2 separate regions of the Oryctolagus cuniculus genome follow, and region 2 is linked to region 1. A link is a contact called in public Hi-C data. All regions are on one chromosome and are shown on one strand. The core of a region is the stretch at or near the end of the contact, and the rest is flanking DNA. Distances in the headings are between cores, read along the strand shown.

Region 1 (3,940 bases), core at 799-3,298:
ACCTCCGCTTCCCATCCAGTTTCCCGCTAATGTGCTCTCTGGGATCATCTCGGGGGACATCACCTGGGACCACCCTGCATCGCCTCCGAGGCCTACGCCACAAGCAATAAGCATACTTTCTCCACCTTCCCTACCTGGAGCCTTGATTATCACTGTTATATCTTAATGTCAGCCGTCGCAAAGCACACCGGACACCGGAGTAAGGGAAAGGGTTTATTGGGGAACACCCTACAGACCGGAGTGAAGGGGTGGTGAAGGAAAAAGAGAGAAGGAGACTGTAAGAGAGAGAGACAGAGAGGAGGGAGAAGAGAGATGAGAGGAGGAGAGGAGCCAAGAGAGGCCAAGAGAGAAGGACCAAGAGAGCATGTGTTCAGGAACAGGCCCTTTTAAAACTTTGCCTGAGGGCGGGCAGGGAAGCAGGAGCAGAGAATCCCATTAGGATGGGGGTGGAGCCTGGCTCAGGTAGCTGGGCCATGCGGCCAGCTGGCTACAACTGCGCTGGTTTCCTAACAATCACACCAGCTCCGGTGGGCAGTGGGGGTGCCTGGGCTCAAGGGTAGGTGGTAGGCAACGGCCGTCACTGGGTCCAGTGTCCAGAGGCAGGTGTGTCCACAGGGTGGTGCCTGGTCCCACAACGTGCATGAGCCCCAGGTGCCAAGCCCTGCCCAGGACACCTGCCACTCACAGCGCTGGTGTGGCTTCAGCTCTTTGAGGGCCTCATGCCTCATTGTCCCCACGCTGACTCTGTGGCTTCAGACCCAAGCCTCTCCTTCCTCTCCTGGGTGATGAAAACTCACAGGGTTGCTGGGGGAACGAGACCCATCCTTCCTCCCACCGGGTGATCCTGAACGGAGATCCTGTGTTGGATCCAAGTGCCAGCCACGGGCTCTGGCCATTGCTGCGCAGGCGCACAGCACAAAGCAGCCATGGCCTTCACTCTGCAGGGGCCGGGGAGCGGAGCTGATCTTAAATTCTAGTGGGGGTGGCAGACCAGACCTGGAGAACAGGAAAATGCACAGGATCATTGCAGAGTGGAGAATGCTGCAATTAGATCAGGCCTGGAAGCCTGGTGTGCGAGTCCAAGGCCGTTAGCACGCACCCGGCACACAGCAGCAGGTGCACAGTGGATGTGGTGCAGTGACTGGACGCGCTGTCGCTTCCAGTGGGGACAGGAAGGAAAATCAGGAAACAGTGGTGGATTAAAAGGTGGTCAGGGGGTAGGGTCCCAGGCACGGGACCCTCCAGTCCAGTGAGGCTGGACAGAACACAGCAATAGAGAAATCAAAAAGAAGTCAGGGATAGAACTTCAAAGTGCTGTCTACACAGGCAGAGAGCGGCTTCCGCGGTGGTCCTTTAGCCTGACAAGATATATTTTCCAGGGTATTGTGGCTTAGCAGGTTAAGCAACCCGCAGGTGCTGGTTGGAGACCCACGGCTCCACTTCTGATCCAGCTCCCTGCTAATGCACCTGGGAAAGCAACAAGGATGGCCCGAGTGCTTGGGCCCCTGCACCCAAGTGGGACACCTGGAAGAAGCTCCTGGCTCCTGGCTTCAGCCTGGCCCAGCCCTGGCCATTGTGGTCATTTGTGGAGTGAACCAGCAATAAAGACCTCTTTATCTCTGTCTCTCTCTAACTCTGCCTTTCAAATAAATAACAATAAAAAAAAAAAAAGATGTATTTTCGCAGATTTCCATCCAAGCTTTGGGGCCCTCCCCTCTCTGCCCGGCCCAGGCCCTGCGTGAGCGCCTCCCGCCGAGACAGAGGCCAGGGCCGAAGGGCGCCGCTCCCGGCCCCATGCAGGTTTCACGCCTTCCCTTCCCCGGCAGCCCTGTCGTGGCAGACGGCGGAGGACGGCGGCGGGCCGAGCCGGACGCTCCGCGGGGCAGCCAGGCCCGGAAGGCCCCGCGCCTCCGCGCCCCGGACGCACGCACACCCGTCCGGCGGCGACCCGGCGCGCTCGGGGCGGGCTGCGCAGGCGGCGGGCCGGGTCGGGCCGGAGCCTGAGCCGGGGCGGGCAGGGCAGCGGCGGGGCGGGGCGCGGCGGGGCGGGCAGGGCCGGGGCGGGCCGGGCGGGAGGAGCTCGCGCCGCCTGCGCTGCAGCCTGTGCGCCGCCGCCTGCAGGTAAGGGGGCCGGGAGCTGCCTGGCCGCGGTGGCCTCGCGCCGCCGGACCCCGGGCCCGTCCCCGCCCCCATGGGCAGCGGACCCACCAGGAAGCGGTGCGCGCTCTCCAGAGCTGCCCTGACTTGGGGCTGCCCCGGGGGTGGCGGGTTCTATTTCAAAGCCGGAAGTGCCCGCAGAGGTCCTGCGGGCAGGCGGCCGACGGGGAAACTGAGGCCGTGAGCCTGTAGAGGACGCCTCCTTGGTCAGTGAGGGCGTCGGACTGGGGAGGAAGAAGCCTTGGCCAAGGTCATGCAGGGTCATGAGGCACTGCACACGGCCTTCCCTGGAGAGGAGCCGGCCTGCGCGGTCCAGTCCTGCTGCCTGTGGCTGCAGCCGGGGAGGGTTGTGCTACTGGGTAAACTGAGGCTCGGAGAGACGTAGTGGTCTCCCCAGGAGCGCACCGGCAGGAAAGGGGCACGGGAACCTGGGTTGCTGCCTGCGGAGCGTGACCCAGTGTGGGGCACAGCGCCCTTGCCCTGCACGACCGTGCCCAGCCGTGCGGGTCAGACCCGGAGGGAGGACGGGGTACACCCCTCCTGCCTAACTCAGAGCAGGACCGCGCGGCTCCGGTCCCTAACTCAGCGTCATTTCGCTGCCGAAAACGGGCAGTCACCCCTTTCCGTTTGGGGGGCCCCATCCGTTCACCACATATGCACGTGCTCCTGTTCAGGCCCGGAGTTTGTCTCAGGTGACAAGGTGACTCTGAAGGTCCCCAGGCCCGCTGAGCGTGGGCGCTCTCGGGCCTCATCCGGATGCCTCAGCTGGCCTGTGCTCCCCCACAACCCCCAATCGTGTGGGGTGGGGGAGGGGCAGGGTAGGTGGGTAGAGTGTCCTTAGGTGGCCCTAATCTAACCTTGGAGCCAGCAGAGCTGGAAGCCTGGACCTGTCCTTTCCTAGCTGTGTGACCTTGAGTGTGTCCCTTCACCTCTCCGATTGTTGGTCATAGGACAGGGACCCCCAGAATGCTTTGCAGGTGGTGAGGTGCAGCCCAGAGCCGGGCCTCCGTGGGGGGCCTTGCCAGATCAGTCATAGGCAAGTGCCTGTTTATTTAGGGGCTGTAGGACTGTGGATAACCTGTTACTGCTCCCAGTGGAGAGAACCAAGAGGCGGGCACGGAGGCCAGGGTCCCCTGCCTGGTCCCCCTAGCGGGATGCTCACATCCCACACTCAGCGTTTCATCGATGTCACATAGAGGCGGGCTCATGTCCCAGCTTTGCAGCTGTGTCACTGACTGCCCTGGGCGAGCTACCTCACCCCCCTGTGCCTCGTTTGTAAAATACCTCTCTCCCAGGTTGTCACAGGATTATGGGACTCCCCCCCGCCCTGCTGAGCCCAGGGGTGGCTGGAAGGGCACAGTTGACTAATTAGTTGCCTGGGGGATTTCTTCTGAGGCTAAAGCTCTCCCTCCTCCTCCCCGGGACTGCAAGGTGGAGCAGCACCTTGGCTTGCAGATATGGGGCCTGAGAAACCGGTCGGGTGGTTTGTGGTTTGTCACTGTGGTCGTCCTGCCAGTGTTTTTGTAGACACTGCTATTGTGAGTTGCAGCTGCAGGTGAGGGGGCGGCTTCACTTCCTTGAAGATGTTGCAGCCGTCAGAAGGGGGCCGGAGAGGGGCCTTGCAGCCCCCTTTCCACCTAACCGGCCGGTGCTGGGCCCTCTGAGGGTACCACGCTCTGCCTAAAGCGCTGCTGTGGCTTCTCATTTCTGAGGGTAAATAGCAGAGCTTCCGTGTGCCCCGGAAGGCCCTGCGTCTGTGCCTGGTGCTCCCCTCCAGCTCAGA
Region 2 (3,940 bases), core at 691-3,190, 46 kb after region 1:
TGTGCCACAGCGCCTGCCCAGGGGTGCCTCATTCTGTCGCTTTGAATCCCCACCCCTAACGCGTATTGACTTTAAAAACTGCTGGGCTTTATAATTAGAGTGGAGACAGATGCTTTTGGTTAACTTGGCATCGATTAATTTTTCCAATTATAAAAGTAGCCCGTTCATTATGGATAATTTTGAAAAGGAGACAAAATCCTGTGTGGGCCAGTGTGTGGCACAGTGAGCGAAGCTTGCCGCCAGCAATGCCGGCGTCCTCTGTCAGAGCTCTGATTCGGGCCCCGGCTGTTCCATTTCCCACCCAGCTCCTGCTGGTGCACCTGGGAAAGCAGCAGAGGATGGCCCAGCTACCTGGGCCCCTGCCACCTATGGGAGAGACCAGGTAGAGTTCCTGGCTCCTGGCTTTGGCCTGGCCCAGCCCTGGCCATTGCAGTCATTTGAGGAGTGAACCAGCAGATGGAAGATTCTCTCTCTCTTTCTCTCTTTCTCTCTCTTTTCCTCTAACTCTGACTTTCAAATTAATAAATAAATATTTTTTTAAAAAAGATTGGAATTCTCAAAGTTAAATTCCTGGGGCAAAGGCAGTACAAGCTTTTTCCATAACTTGGGGGCAGAGAGGTAGAGACAGAGAGTCAGAGACGGCTTCCAGCCATTGGTCCACTCCCTGAGTGTCTGCAATGGCTGGGGTTTGGCCCAGCCAAAGCCAAGAGCTCAGAAGGCAATTCAGGACTCCCATGTGGGTGCAGGGACCCAAGTTCTTCAGCCATCACCACGCATTGGCAGGAAGCAAGACTCAGGAGCCGGAGCTGGGAATCAAAGCCAGGTACTCTGATGTGGGCACGCAGGCATCTGAACCTTGCGCTGCAGGTGCCTCGCCCAGGATGCAGATTTGGTGGTGGTGTTGTTTTTAAGTTTGTGACACTTCCTTGTGTTATCAGTGACCCTCCAGAAAGTTGACCCCAGTGCACACTGCACACGCCCACCAGAGGCCCCTCTGTGCCCCCATTATTATCATCTCCTCTTTGTCACGTGGCTGGTGGAACGCACCGTCCTCATGTTGCCATGTGGCATGTTTGCAGCTGTGTCACGTTCCCCCTGGCCCCCAGACCCGCCCGCAGGCCCGGCCATGGTGGGCAATTCCAGGATGTGGGGTTTGCTGGTGTCCCTGCTGTGAAAGTTGCTGAGCCCAGAGCCTGACCTGACGCTCCGCTGTGTTCTCTCTCTCTTTGAGGGTGCTATGATGCCCGGGCCAGAGTCCTCGTCTGTCACCTGAGCTCCCTGCTGCAGGTGCCCTTGCAGGAGCTGGAGCTCCTTGAAGACACGTTCCTGGAGAGCCTGAAGGACACCGGAGAGGAGGAGTCTGAGTAAGAGAGCCCCAGACCCCGGCCCGGAGCCAGGGTTTCCGCTGGTGACAGGACTCTGCTCCTGCCGCCCAGAGATGAGGCTGTGGGGTGGAAGGAGCACTGCACGAGGGGTCCCTGCTGCATCCTGACTTGCTGTGTGGCCTTGGGAAGTCACCTGCCCTCTCTGGGCCTCAGTCCTTACCTGCCAGGGCCCCAGATCTGTGGCTTGAATGTCCTATGACCCTGCTTGACCTCGGGCTCTTCCAACCCTTGTCCACAGTCTCGAGTGGCCTGGGTTCAAATCCCACTTCTGGCATTTATCCGCTGTCTGACCTTGGCCAGGTGGCCCTATCTGGAAAATAGGAATACGGATCACGCCCTTCCAGCGTGGCTGGGGAAGGGGATGCAGAAGCGTCACCGAGTGCTTGGCCTGGGGCTGGCGCACAGGGAGGCTCCCCTGCCTCTCTCCGCCCTGTACCCCCGAGCCGGACAGCAGCCTTGCTCTCTGTGGGTATGCAGAGGAAGTCACTCTGCAGGAGCTAATCCCAGGGCAATAAATCAGCCCCAGGCACAGGCTGATTGCAGGCACTGGGCACCAGGCACGTCTCCCTGCCTCTGGGTTTTGTTTAGCCATGGTAACCGTTTAAACAGCCCCACTACACCGGATCGGCCCCGTGGGAAGTTCAATCCCAAAGCCGACTTCAGAGCCAGAGCCGCTCTCCGGCCAGAGTCTGTGGGGCAAAGGCAAGGGGTGTTTCCTTGAGAAAGGAGAGAACGTGGTGTGTCGAAATCATCTGAAAACATTTGCTGTGCCTCCCAGAGCTGTGTCAGCAAGAAACCCTGGCTCCGCGCCGTGAGCATCGTCTCGGGGGCTGTCCAGCTTCTTCCCGTGCGCCGGACACGCGTGGGGTCCCACAGGCCTTGAAGCTGCGGGGCCTCGTAGTTGCCGTCTGGAAATCTCAGTGTCAGAAAGAAGCGCGGTGCTCCGCTGAGTGTTCTAGAACGCCGGAAGTGCCAGAGGAGGACAGGCAGGCGGCCAGCGGGAGGTGCAGCACAGCCCAGCCCTGCCGCTGACCGGGGGAGGGGCTGGACTCCCCTCGCCTAGGAAAGGGGGGCAGTCACAGCAGCCTCCTCTTAGGGCCCTCGCGGGCCCCATGAGCTCCTACCTGTGCTGGGCTTCGCGTGGGCCGGGACGGAGGGTGTGGCTGCGCCCACGTGCCGGGGGAAGCGAGCTGCTGCACTTGCGTTGTTACCGCCGTGCACAGGAAGGGCTTCCCACGTGTGTTTATTATTTCGGAGACCTCGTGGTGTCCGTCTGTGGTCTGGAAGGATCTGAGACCCGGAGAGGAATCGGAGCAGCCATCCAACCAGCAGAGCCGGTTCTCAGCTGGGCTGCGTGCCCAGCTCTCTGTGTGGCCTTGGGCATCAGCACCAGCTCTTTTTAAGCTATAATATTGGGGGTTTGAATTTTATGTAGATTTCTTGTAATTTGGAGGTTTTGGGTTTCCGGGGGGGTGAACGAACCCCTCTGAAGCCGGAGCCTGGGGTGTGCTGTGCTCCCCTCTGCCCCCGCCCCCCTCCCCCCGCCACGTGCCCTGGGGCCGCCTACGACTTCACCACCATGGGCCTCACTTCCTTCATGTCTAGCCAGGGGGTGATGGTCGTATCCACGTCTCTTGTTGTTGGGAGGATTAAATCAGTTTTAAAAGATGTGCTAATTTATTTATTTGAAAGGCAGAGTTACAGAGAGAGAGAGAGAGAGAGAGAGAGAGAGAGAGAGATGGTCCCTCTGCTGCTTCGCTCCCCAGATGGCCGCAATGGGTCGGGGCTGGGCCAGGCCAAAGTCAAGGAGCCTGGAACTCCATCCAGGTCTCCCACGTGAGTGGCAGGGGCCCAAGCACCTGGGCCATCTTGCGCTGCCTTCTCAGGCTCGTGAGCGAGGAGCTGGATAGGAAGCGGATGGAAGCAGAGCAGCCAGGACTTGAACCGGCACTCACTTGGGATGCTGGCCTGGTGTTAAATTAATTACCTTGTACTGCTCGGCACGCTGCAGGAGGCCGCCTCTGCCCCCTCCCCGTGGCGCTGGCGCGTCTAACATGGGATGAGTGCTTGTGCCCCGTGGGTCTCACAGATGAAGGAACAAACTCAGACAGGTGATACCACTCACCCCAGGTCCCACGGCGGGTGGACGCATCTGTCCAAGCCCTCTCCCCGTCCCAGCCGTCACCTATGGGATCCCTCGAGGCCTGGGTGCCAATCCCAGCTTCCCTGTCAACGCTGAAGAATGCAGAGAATTCTTCCTGGGCCTCTCCCAGATGCGACCAGGAGGCTGCCAGCACGCCTCTCAGAGACAGCGCCCCCTGCCTGTTAATGCGAGAGGGGATTTCAGATTTGAAGGCCCTGTTGGGAACCGCTCAGACAGGGGAGACGCCATGGCAGCCGGGAGAATTTACTGGGACCCAGGAGATGAGCTGTGTGCCTTTATCACTCTTCTCAAGATGTCTTTAGGGGCCAGCATTGTGGCAAAGTGGGTTAAGCTGCTGCCTGTGATGCCAGCATCCCATATGGGCACCAGTTCAAGTCCCGGATGCTCCACT

What was found. A called contact is a pair of places that touch in the nucleus more often than the background predicts.
Region 2: a Hi-C map of an unstated tissue shows a contact between it and region 1, with 2.5 times the contacts expected there. The contact joins the enhancer-like site here to the promoter of TMCO4 in region 1. A contact is called at or near these places in 2 of 6 Hi-C or Micro-C datasets (skin fibroblasts and an unstated tissue).

Annotation. Positions count from the first base shown.
Region 1 is chr7:150,863,349-150,867,288 of mOryCun1.1, forward strand. It overlaps TMCO4 (transmembrane and coiled-coil domains 4), which reads left to right and starts at 2,049. Exons shown (of 14, transcript XM_070079203.1): 1 at 2,049-2,121.
Region 2 is chr7:150,908,976-150,912,915 of mOryCun1.1, forward strand. TMCO4 (transmembrane and coiled-coil domains 4) reads left to right here. Exons shown (of 14, transcript XM_070079203.1): 6 at 1,232-1,364. Among named protein-coding and RNA genes, the nearest start is that of TMCO4, 46 kb to the left of the region's middle. Within about 2 kb of position 1,941, at least 3 of the 8 cell types and tissues checked have an H3K27ac peak or open chromatin away from gene starts, as enhancers often do.